Regions from separate parts of the Mus musculus genome. Here region 1 is linked to region 2. Evidence: chromatin contacts called from public HiChIP or PLAC-seq data. All regions are on one chromosome and are shown on one strand. Each heading gives the region's core, a stretch centred on a gene start, on an enhancer-like site or on the middle of the called end of the contact. The rest is flanking DNA. Distances are from core to core; before and after follow the strand shown. Region 1 has its middle 24 kb from the start of Gm24869. Region 2 overlaps Pde4b (phosphodiesterase 4B, cAMP specific).

Region 1 (6,031 bases), core at 943-3,442, 200 kb after region 2:
ACAAGCTATGCACAAAATGAAATGGATGAACAGAACCATCCAGTATAAGAATTGGAATTGCTATATGTTGGCAATGAATAGTCCTAAAATCTTGGTGGTTTTGCAGATAAAAGTTTATTTCTTAATCATTAAATCTACTTTAAGATGGGCAGCTGTTCAAGACTATCCACTTTCTACTATGGACTGAATGTTTACCCCGAATTCCTACATTGAGAGCCTACTGTCCAACACAGGTATTGAGAAGTAGGATTGTCAGGTAATCAGGAGATGACGGCAACGCCCACCTGAATGAGATTTAAAAGAGGGCATGTGAAAATATAAGAAGTTGAACAGTCTGTGACCTTGAAGGGGTCTTCATCAGTACTCGGCTCCAGTGTTACTTTAGTCTTGAACTTTGGACCTTAGATCTATGAAACACAAATATGTCTGCTATGAGCCACTCAGTCTATTCATTTATTATAGCAACCTATAGACACGTACCAAATAGGGATCCAGGCTCCTGCCTCTTCACAGCTACACTCCCAACAGACAGCTACCAAACTCTAAGATCCTGTAGAAGTCACACCTACCCTAAGTTCTGTTGGCCAGAAGTATCCACTATTCTGCTTCCAAACCACTCACTAAACCTACCCACATGGCTTCACCAGATTTAGGTGCCTGGGATGTACCCAGGACAGAAAAAAGAAATAAATGTGTCAATCAAAGCAATGTGTGGAAGAGAAGGACTTTGGCCTCACAGCCCAGGAGGCTGGCAATGTTTACGTCTCTTCCCAACTGTGCATCCAATATTCAGCTGACCACACCTAGTCCATCAAGTTGCCACCATCTTTTGTAACCTTCCTCAAGGCACAGGGCCACACTCTTGCTGCAGGCCTTTATTGGATTTTGTATCTATGCAAGCAGTGTGTCCCTAGACTAGGAGATTGTAGAGCTATTATAGCGTCATTATGTAGAGCAGAAAGGTCTTAGCTTCACCCAATTGTTACTCTTTAAAGGTTACTCTTCTTGCCAAGCATCCTTCCCTGCTACTGAAAGCAATTCTGTAGCTTGGGTTATCCGTTAATAGTGGAAGCGAGTCATTCATTCCCTTTATGTGATTTTGGTGGCATTCACGCAACTCTACATTTGAAAATTAAAAATGCTTAAGTGAGTCTCCATGACCTCGATTACCTGAAAATATCAGGGATTTGCCTATTACTAAGAATTAAGAAAAACACCAAGACAGAACTGTTTGGAGCAGAGACTTAGTGCTTCTCTGTTTTGTTTTCTTGGCCTTGTAAGACTCCTGGTGTGACAGGATGAGTAATTTATATAAACTGTACTTTGCATAGTAACAGGGCCTCTATTATTTAATAAAGAAATTAGAGAAAGAAGACATCTTCTCTAGAGGATCATCATGACACGGAAAATACCAAGAGATACTAGAATCTACAGGGACACTTTGAGTGAGTGGTCCTGCATTGGACACTCAGAGACATGTTCAATAATGAGGCTATGAATACTCCACAGTCTCCAAACTCAAGTGTCCTGACACTCAAGTTCCATCTTTGAAAAAGTCTACCTTAAAATCTGTAAGAGCTACCAGCAATAAATAAAGGTGAAGCTAAATGCTAAATTCCATAATAAACGCCAACTTACAACTCTAAGAAAGAAGATGCAATCAACATCCAGGTCTAGGACAGAAGAAACAAACTGTAAACAAGTCAATACAAAAAGGAGAATAGTCAGAGGCTGATTCCTCTTGAGGTTCCAGAAACCACATAGACATAACTTCGAAAGGACATGGTGTTTACATAGAATTCATTCTCAGTATTTGACACAACCCAGTTTACCAAAATAGTTTGTTCACAGATGTTGATTTATTATGCCTCTTTCCAAAACATACTCAACTCTAACAAATGATTCATAATTTCTTGACAGTTTCCTTTTGAGTGGAGATCACTACAGATATTTAAAAAAAAAACCCTCAATGTAATTTCACATATAATGTATGTAGTTTTACACTGTGAAATTGAGGTCAATGCCAGCATTCAAAGATATTTTATCACCCACCATCTTAATTTATGTAAGCAATCGCTATGATGTTCTCACAACAAAGTCACTTATGGACACACTTCTCAGAAGGTATCCCGATTACCAAGCAACATATGACTGTGTCTTTCACCCATCACTCTTTGTGGTTCTTTTCATGCAGGTTCTAGTGAAACACGGAGGAGATCAGTGGTAATCTGTGGTTCCATCTCTACAGCCTTTGAGCATCTCTTCCCCACCTCGTTTCCTTCTGTGGTTTATACTGATTTTGATGTATTGCTTTAGCCTCTGGTGCCAATTCCTCCAGTTTATGTCCTGTCTGTAGAGTTTTCTCTTCTTCAGCTAAATATCTTCCCCCAAATTCTGATGTGAACAAGCAATTACCTTCTTAAGGTTCTCAGTGATTCCTCATTACATGTAGCTACAATATTGAGAGTATGTGCACACCCCTCTGTATACAGAACAAAAGTATTCTGAGGAGAATTCAGTCGAGAACAACTGTAAAAGAACTGAATTCCAGATATCCTGTTGGCTCTCATTCCCAATCACATGTGCTCAAAGTAATTGCAGTGATTTCATTTGTCTACACACACACACACACACACACACACACACACACACACACACACACACACACACATATACACAAGATTGATGTACCTGCCCAGGCCACCAAATTGGAAGGGAGAAACCTGAGCACCTGCCTCCTGCACCACTACTGCACGAATGTGTGATGGAGAGATGGGAAAGATGGAGGATGGACTATGTGGTGGAAAGACTGAAGAGAAATGTGAAGCAAAGGAATGAGTATACTGTGGCAAAGGTGGAACTGGAGACTCAGTGGTAGTAAGGAACATGCAGATACGAGGAGATCATGGTGAATTCCTGACCCTAGATGCTGCCAAGGGTCATGGCTGGGTCCATGGTCTTGCTTCAGCTGTGGACTGTGCCGAAGTCTGTGGCCCAAGTTTCCACCAACAGCCAAGAGGATTCCATAATCTGGGTGTATGCTGGAGACCATGTGGATATCAGAGGGCTATGCTGCCCCCAAGGTCCATGCTGATCTAAGTGGCCTGGCTGCAGGCCCAAGGCCATGGGGACATCTGGGTCCATGTTTTCTGAGTCCATGCTACTTTGGGAGCCAAGGTCTGTGTTGATGCCCAAGGTCCACGTTGCCACCCAAGACCATGCATATATCCCTGGTCTGGACTGTCACTTGAGGCACTGTGTTGAGCTGCCCCTGCCCCTAATCAGCTACCATGCTAGGGAGAGCTGGCTAGCCCTATCCTTCACCTAGCAGCACAGTAAAACTAACCCTGATGGCAGCGGAGGGGAGAGCCAGCTCCAAGGGCATGAGAGCAGGAGAACTGACATGGCATTGGGTGAGCCAGCTGGAGCAGTGCTCAAGAGCCCACCCTGGTGATTTGCGCACAGGAGAGTTGGTAGGCTGACCAATTCAGATACCTCTCAGGCCCAGATCCAAGGCTTTGAGTTGGTCCACCCCAACATCTACCTCACCTATGATCAGCTGAAACACATGATGGACAGTCCTGCAGATCCAAAGCTGCAGGATTTCCATCACACAGGGCAAAAAGAGAATATCAGAGAGGAGTTCCTGTGAGGATCCAGTATAGATAGTGTAGCAGAAGTCGCCCATTTCATCTACAGACAATTCTGTCTAGAGAAGGACACATGTTGCAGAATAGTCAACTACTGGCTTTATTGAGACAGGGACAGTGGCCCTTACATTTTCTGCATAAGTCTGTCAGATTGGTGATCCTTGGCCAGAAGGCCGGAGATGGATGCCCTTGGATTCTAAACGATTGGGGCACTGTGCAGATAGTCAGCTGTCACAACATTGCCTTAGTTTTGGAAGATATGTTTAGTGCTTCCTATATTTTCAGGTAATTTTAAGTCATTCTCAGATTTCTGGTGGGGTTGAAGACTGGTTGTAGTCTCATACCCAACCCAAGCTGTTTAGCATTAAGAGAGATGATATAGATTTGAGAGGATGTTTTTTCAGATGGTATACAATCTAAAACCAGGACACAGCTCAGGAGTAGAATGGTAAAAGCCTTTTAAGTTAGGAGAGACGGTAGAGTACTCAATCTAAATTGACAAGCTGATGAACTGGATGTCATTTATACCTCATACCATGTAATTTACTTGTCATGATTTTTTTTTCAATTTATATCTGGGAGAAGAGGTTTTTAAATTTTTTTATTGTACAGAAAAGGTGAGATGTAGGGGGAGGAGCTAATAAATAAAATCTGGTTCCCTAATTGTTTCTTAATTGGGCCAATAAAGACCGCAGAAGCTCATCACTGGGCGAAGAATAAGGTGAGATTTCCGGGTCCCAGGAGGAAGAGATGGGAACGAGAGATGATTGGGATTTGGAGCAGATAAGAAGTAACAGACATCTCTCAGGGACCAATAGTTTGTAGCCTCTGCAGGCCGCTGCCAAGGCTGAGGAGGATGGGGCAAGAAATTGTTCACCCAACAGTTGTGTTATTCGGCTGGTTTTAAAATATTAAGGATGTCTGGCGTTTTCCATCAAGGCGAGTCAGGTGGACAGGAGAAAATGGGCCGCCAGAGCAGTCGGTTTGTGGAGCGGGAGTGGTATCTCAGGAGGGACAGTTCTTTCTTTCTTTCTTTCTTTCTTTCTTTCTTTCTTTCTTTCTTTCTTTCTTTCTTTCTATACATTTTTTTCTTTATTTACATTTCAAATGTTATCGCTTTTCCCGGTTTCCCACCTCCCAGAAACACCCTATCCCATTCCTCCTCCCCATGCTTCTATGAGGGTGTTCCTCCACCCATCCACTCCCGCCTCCCCACCAGCCCTCGATTTCCCTACACTGGGGCGTCTATCGAGCCTTCATAGGACCAAGGATCTCTTCTCCCATTGATTTCTTGGGTGACTTAGCAGAGTCAGCAGGAGAAACAGGTGCGATGGAAGTGGAGCCAGTGGGGGCGTTATCTTCGAGATAAGTCATGAGGGGCCACAGCACTGGACAAGGAGACCAGGCAAGGACCAAGTGTGCTTTTCAAAACTACCTGCAACAATTTTATTATTAAACAGCAACCCTTAATATCTTGTAAGACCAAGTCTTAGCTCCATCAATGTTCTTCCCCTCCGCTGCCTCAAGAGGAACCATACAAGAAAGAAGAACAGCCGGGGCTGGTCCTCAGCATAACATCCACATTAAGATGGGTCTTCTTATCTCAAATAGCTAAACCTAGAAAATTTCTTACAGACTTGCCCAGTGGTTTCTCCTCTAGGTCATTTCAAGTTAGTAATCAATATTAGCCATCACAGTCGCTAAACAGTTTGATAACGGACCACAATTTCTCTAGGCAAATATCTCAGAGACACAAGGTCTACGGGGCTACTGTGCAGCAGGATTGCTTCCACTTCCATTGAATTATTTACAGGAACATCTTAGAACATCGTGGTGGTCTAAATGGGGTTGACCCCCACAGCCTCAGTGGTTTGAATTCTCAGTCCCAAGTTGTAGAAATATTGAGGAAATATTGAGGAAAGACTAGGAGAGAGCAGGCTTTGAGGCTTCAAAAGCCCATGTTATCCCTAGTTATTTCTTCCTCTCTGCCTCATAGTGGTTGTCACAAGATATAAGCTCCCAGCTACCGCTCATGCTTGCCTGCATGCTGTGTTCCCTGACATGATAGACATGAACTCTCACCCTCTGGAACCATGAGCTGCAAATTAAATGCTTTCTTTTACAAGTTGGCTTGGTCACAGTGTTTTGTCACAGCAATAGAAAAGTAACTAAGAGAAACCTACAACATGACAGACTTAAAAATTGGAGTTAGGGGTGGCTGGAAAGGTGGTTCAGTGGTTAAGAGAGCTAGGTGCTCCTACAGAGGGCCTGGGTTTGATTCATAGGAACTATAGGGTAGCTCACAAACATCTATAACTCCACTCTAAGGGAGCTAATGCCCTCTTCTGGCTTTCCCAGGCACTGAATTCATGTGATGTGCT
Region 2 (6,068 bases), core at 1,509-4,008:
AATTAGTAAAGTCTTGGGGTTTTATTTTCTGTGTAGGAGTGAAAAAGAAAGGAAAATAATATAATAAAAAGAAAATTAAGTCTAAAACAAGGCAGGAACTTGAATTCTTTCACCTGGACATATTCAACATGGAAGACTGAAAACTCAAGATTTCCCAAAGGAAAAACCAAATCAAATAATTGAAACAAATCAACTTGTATACATATGTGCGGTTATGTAACCACTGCCAGGCTTTCCCCATACCCTTATTCCTGTGCTCGGGCATATATCTCATTTACGCTTTTTTTGACTATGTCATGAGAGAACCTACTAAGAAAATAAATCGCTAGGTGATCACTGCGTTTGCAGAAGGAATTTTTTTTCCTACACAAAAAGATTAGAAACATATTTTTTTTTAGAAACTCTCACCTCTGAGTCTCATAAATGACTTAATTTACAACAATATATACATCAAGTATAGAATTTTGTGGCAGCCAGAATAACGTGTGGAGTAGGGTATTCTATCATACTATTTCATCTAAAATTTACTAAGAGCCATTGGTGCAAATCATGACTATCACCACTTGTAATAGAGCTGTTTTTAAAGTAACCCAGAAGTTCATGGATCATCCAAAATGGCAGCCAACCATGTCGATGAGATATCTGAAGAGCTGCCCGGAGATCTCCAAGCCAGACTACCGCAGACTACAGCTTGGGTGTCTGTAGCATTAACTGTAGTGATTTCCAACATGAGTCAATTAAAATATATTTCAAGGAAAGAATGTATTTGGAGAAATAGGATGAGGAAGCAGAAGTCTTCCAGTAAAGCACAAAATGTGCTGACCTATCTCAACAGCAGCCTTAATTAAGGTTTTTCCCAAGCTCCAGGGAGGCCATGTCTTCTAGCATCACTTCAGGGCCACTCTGGAAGGAATGATGATACAACTGATGAAGAGTAGAAGAGACCTCCTTTCAGGAAGCCTGTTTCTCCACATGACTCCTCACTCATCTTCACTTAGCTTTGACTATTTCTGAGATTCAAGTAGATGTGCCAGATGCACATTTTGCTCAAGAAATAGAACAGGGGCTCAGTACATGGTCTCTGACCCTGAACAGCTCAGAAAAGTCAAGGCTTTGCTAGAACTGCCAGGCCTGGGATGTGAGCGGGACGGCTGTATATGGGCAGAGGTCTCTCTGAGGACCATGGCTCAGGCTTGAAAACTGATCCGTGGCAGATGACTGGAGAGGGAGGCCAGCACAAGCTGAACCTTTACTTCGTTTCTGCATTAAGCAAGAACAGTCAGGCAGGATTACAACACACGGGCAAACAGAAATAAGATCAACCATCTTATCAAAGACCCTGGCCACTCAGGACAAAGGAGGTCCCGAAGGAAATTACAAAAAAGAAAAGGGGAAAAATAAAAATAGCAGACATTTTCTTCAGTGTTCGGTATGATGTGTGTAACCTGGAATTCTGGGACAATCGGCTCAGTTACACCCATATATAAAGAGCCTTTATATACAAATAGAAGTCATAAAATAGAACTATACCAGAAAAGCTGGGAAATTCTCAAGATAGTGCCCCAAATGGTTTGAAAGAGCCTGTTTTGTCTAAAATAGCCATCCTATAAACATTTACCCCAGAACATGGACGCTGAACTGCCTGCAATGATTTGCAATGATTTCATATATGTCTAAATTTAAGGATGGCTAACTGCAAAATCATTAGTAAGGCAGCTAAAGTGAGAATGGTAAAAACTGTTCCCTTGAGCAAACACAGCTAAAAATAAGGTCTTGCTTATTAGTGGCCACGTTCCCTTGTTCAGAATTAATTTCTTCATTTAGCAGGAAAAGTTTTTTTTCCTCATATTAATCAGGACCTGGGGGACCAGCAGCATCTAGTCCCTTAGCATTTGCAGAAAGAGCCAAGTCCGTTCCTCACAGACTCCACATCGTGTTTTCGCGCTGCTGAGAGACACTGTCCACCCCCTCCCCCTGAAAGCTGGAATCATGCATGTTAGTAAGTATTTCAGTTATGCCATTGACGTCAATGGAGTCATTAAATAGATTGCTGGCCCTCCCAGAGGCAAATCACTGCCAGGGACCTAGATACAGACACTTTTTTTTTTTTTTTTCAAAGACAGCCATCAGGTTTTGCTATGAGAGAGAACGAAAAGTTTACACTGTAGCCGACTGTCTCCAAACAGTTTCTTTTTGCCCTTTGCATTTTGTTCCGGCCTTTCTTTCTCTTTGGTTACAGTAGACTCCAAAAGACACCCAGATATTATTGCCTAAATGTTTTGTGCACAAATGGATCTCCTGTAATTGAGACCATAGAGGAAGATACTGAACTTTGAAAAAAAGGAGTCTCTAGTTTGCTCTGTTCAGCCCATCTTGATGTTAATTCAGGGGCATACATTGTTCTAGCCAAATCACTGTTGTCTGCTACTGAAGTTGTTTGACGTTTGGATCCTTAAACAAACAGCGTCCTTCAAAGAGGCACACAGATTGCCTTTTCTGCTGCCTCTGCACGGCTCAAAGCTGTAGCCCTCATCTCTGAATCAATCTTTCTGCAGCTGTTTCGGGCTGTGGCACTGAGCCTCTGTAGCGAAGGGTGGAGGAGGAAGCCAGGAAGACAAACTGGTTCTCAGGGCTGTCTCATCTGCAGCAGTGTACCCACAGGAGGCTATCCACGTGCCTGTGTCCTCCCAAACCCCAGCTGCTGCCCGCCTCAAGCCCGATCACGTAGCAGCTTCCAGGCCTGTCGGAGAAAAGCCCTTCGGGACACAGCTGCCTCTTCCTGGGAATGCCTGCAGGCTCTGTTTACCTGAGCTGCAGCTGGAATGTCTGCCAAGGACTCGCTCCACACCTGGACTTTTCTACCACTGAGGCTCAGAGCCAGAAAGCTACCTTCATCATCTCTTCAGATCTGGCTCCCTTCATCTACCATGCAGGCTATAAAACTTACTTCTTACTACAGTCCTTGCCCCTCCAGTCCATGGATGGTTCCCTTCCTTTATTTATCACTGGGGTGTATAGAAATGCTAGACACTTGAAACTTTTGGTAACCCTTCTTGAGTTACGTGGAGACCCAGGTTCCATGTCCTCCCTGCTCTGTTCCCTTGTTCTGCAGTTCCTGGCTTGGGAGAACCAAAACTGCACCGTCTTCATCCATTTCTCTCTCATTGCCAGGACAGCCAGCTCCTTTAACCACTTCTTTCTAGTCTTTTCTTCTCTCCCGGCATAAAGGACTTTGTTTTCCTGTACCCAAAACATTATGGTCATCTTCCAACGTGGTTTGTTGTCCACAGTGTTTGCACGTTCTGACCCAACCTTCTTTCTGATCTAGCATGCTTCTTCTAAGCCCCATTATTGATTGTTTTGTTATTGTCTTGTTTTGATTTTGGGTGGTGTGTGTGAGTGTGCATGTGTGGGAGTGTATGTGCATTCGTGCGTGCATGCATGCATGCGTGCGTGCATGCATGTGTGCGTGAGTGCATGTGTCCTTGTCTCCCTTATTGCCTTACCCCTACATTGCTCAATTCATGGTTGTGTGAGATAAATATGCCAGCCTCCTGCCTCCTATCTTTCCACACTGACTCTTTTCCCAGGGCTGTATATGTTTTTTTTGCTTCTTCAATTCTTGAGTGACGATTAAAATAAACATGTATTTTCAATAAAAGGCCTGGTATATAGTATATATTTAGAAAATACCACATGATTTATCCATTTCCATCTGGAATGTACATTTTTATCATTTGAGACTACTTATCTGACATCTTCAGATTATGTCCCTATAATGTCCTATTCAATTATTATCTCAGAAACTTTTAATCAGTGTCTCAAAATCTCAAAAATAGTACTTGAAATATCTTGTTTTCTTCCCTAACCGAAGCATGAGTATCTCAAATGCATAGACAAATCCTCTAGTTTTGGGCTTCCAACTAAGAATGTAAAACCTAACTGATGCCCAGTAAACACTAATGGAATGAGCAAATAGCAGTGAATGATTGCCCAAGCTTGAGTCCGAAACATCGGAGGAGCTCGGCTGCTTCCTTTGCTTTGTTCAGGCTTGCCTACATCTCTGCTGACTCTCAGAACATGCGCACAGTGCTGAAATCCCTGGCTAACCTTGATGGCATGTGACGCTCAAAGCACGTGAAGTGAAGCCTGTGCTATCATTTCAGCATGAAGTAACAAAGTTATAAGAAATAGAAAGAAGCAAAATGACTAAATACATGCAGCTTATCATAATAAACGATAACATTCTCTCAGTACCCACCACAGGGCTACAGAATGGGTACTTAATAACTTACCAAGATGGACTGAGTTCGGAATCTGGATCAGTCTCTCCAGTAAATTATTCTCCAAAACTTTGGTTTCTTATCTGGAGAAATATTATTGTTATTGTAGAGTAAATTCTCAGAGTAAATAAGAAAGGCCATGTTGGTTATGACTGAGCTAGACTACCCGTTCCAAATTCTAGCTCTGACTACCTTGTGACCTTGGGACAAATTACTTAATCTCTCCTAGTCTCAGTTGCTTCACTTGCTAATTAGTATGCAAAGAGTGCACATGCCCTATAAGCTACTTATATGGATTAAGTGACTTGACACAGGCAAAACAATGAGAAAACTGCAATTGGCTTTCTAGAGCATGCATCACATGACCTCAGCGTGCCTCGTGTGGCCTAGTGCGTTGCAGATGGTCAGAATGGGAGAGCTAAGAATCCAGGACTTCTGGTATCAGCAGGGAACCAGAACAGAAAGCACCATGGAACTTTCAGGTTGACTTCTCCTCCATGGTAATATGATATACCCCTTCCCCGTGCCCCTTATCTTCAGTTTCAGTTTTTTAAAGATTTCAATTATCTTTAGTCAACCTGGTCCAAAAGTAATAAAGTGAAAATCCCACAGAGAGGGAAATTCATAAGCTTACAGTCACATGGCCTTTGAGTGTCTTGATGACATTGCATCCCGATCCCTCTGGCTGGGGTGAGTCGGCTCACTCTGCAGATCCATGCCTTATGAACTAACTGCCCCTACGTTCCTTAGTCACCCTCTGGGTTGTGAGATTGGATGCTGTGCTATCACAGTGCCTGTCTTCAAGTAACCCCAGCCTCACTTAGAACAGAACCTCTTATATTTTATTGTTTACTGTTGCTGATCTATGACTGAGCCTAACTCTTAAGTAAAATTTCATCACAGGTATATGATCATAGGAACAGACAACACATGTGGGGTCCATTTGGGACTTCGTGCGATTCTTGGCATGTCCTGCGGTCTTGAGATATGTCTCCTGAAGATAATGGGGGATGTTGTAAGACCTGAAGGAATGCTTTCTTAGTTTAAAACATTTTCCTCCTCTTCCCATTTAAAAAAAAAAAATCAAAATCCGGTTTTGTAGAAATTGACTCTGAGTTGAAGACAGATTCTCTGTGACATATTAGTGAGACAGTAAGAGGGAGAATGAGCTAGTAATGCATATGTCAGGTTATTACCCTTGAAAACAAACTGCCAAGAACAGCAAATGGCTCTGACAAGCCAGACCGCAGCTATCTGAGCATTTTTTGCATAAACCTGTGAGGACCTCGCTTGGTAAGATAGCCTGACTGAGTACAGCCACACAACTCACTGCAACTGTTTAAGTCCACCCATCAGGGTTGATACACACCTTTCTAGGCACAGGATTTTCCAGCGCAGGCAGCTCAGCAGGGAGTAGAAATTGAGGCCAGCTCAGAGCTTCCCTTGGGAGACAGGTAAAAATCCTACCAGCAGAACACCACAGGGAAGCACTTGCTTCTGGGACAGGGAAAGCTCCCTCATGCACACCCTCCCTCCCTTCTCCTCTCCACATGGGTAAGTAGATCTTAGCCTGCAGGAAGATGGAAATGAAAAGTTGCTAGGAGAACTCCGTAGAGGAAGGAAGGGACCCTTCTTAGTGTCCCTTTTTACTCCCACATCCTCAAGACAGAATGATCCAAGGGACAAGATGGGTTCTGCTCGCTTCTGATCACTGTGGGCTGATTCTAGATCAGTTCTCAGAAGCCAGGAGAATTTCAGGGAAGTGTTTCACTGGAGAGAAGAGAA

What was found. HiChIP or PLAC-seq counts read pairs in DNA pulled down with a chosen protein or histone mark.
Region 1: a BATF HiChIP or PLAC-seq map of CD8 T cells shows a contact between it and region 2, with 16 read pairs. The contact joins two enhancer-like sites. A contact is called at or near these places in 1 of 15 datasets of contacts at CTCF or cohesin (CD8 T cells), 7 of 484 Hi-C or Micro-C datasets (B cells, Th1 cells, embryonic stem cells and 3 more) and 6 of 115 datasets of contacts at active chromatin or transcription factors (CD8 T cells, DN3 thymocytes, T-cell acute lymphoblastic leukemia and 2 more).

Annotation. Positions count from the first base shown.
Region 1 is chr4:102,709,754-102,715,784 of GRCm38.p6, forward strand. No RefSeq gene overlaps it. Among named protein-coding and RNA genes, the nearest start is that of Gm24869, 24 kb to the right of the region's middle. Within about 2 kb of position 2,193, at least 21 of the 459 cell types and tissues checked have an H3K27ac peak or open chromatin away from gene starts, as enhancers often do. A contact at or near this core is called in CD8 T cells, DN3 thymocytes, Th1 cells and 1 more, where this site is marked.
Region 2 is chr4:102,509,068-102,515,135 of GRCm38.p6, forward strand. All of the region lies in intron 5 of Pde4b (phosphodiesterase 4B, cAMP specific), which reads left to right. Gm52668 (a long non-coding RNA gene) reads right to left here. Exons shown (of 3, transcript XR_003955083.1): 1 at 5,653-6,068; 2 at 4,296-4,366; 3 at 1-1,260. Among named protein-coding and RNA genes, the nearest start is that of Gm52668, 3.4 kb to the right of the region's middle. Within about 2 kb of position 2,759, at least 242 of the 459 cell types and tissues checked have an H3K27ac peak or open chromatin away from gene starts, as enhancers often do. A contact at or near this core is called in CD8 T cells, DN3 thymocytes, Th1 cells and 1 more, where this site is marked.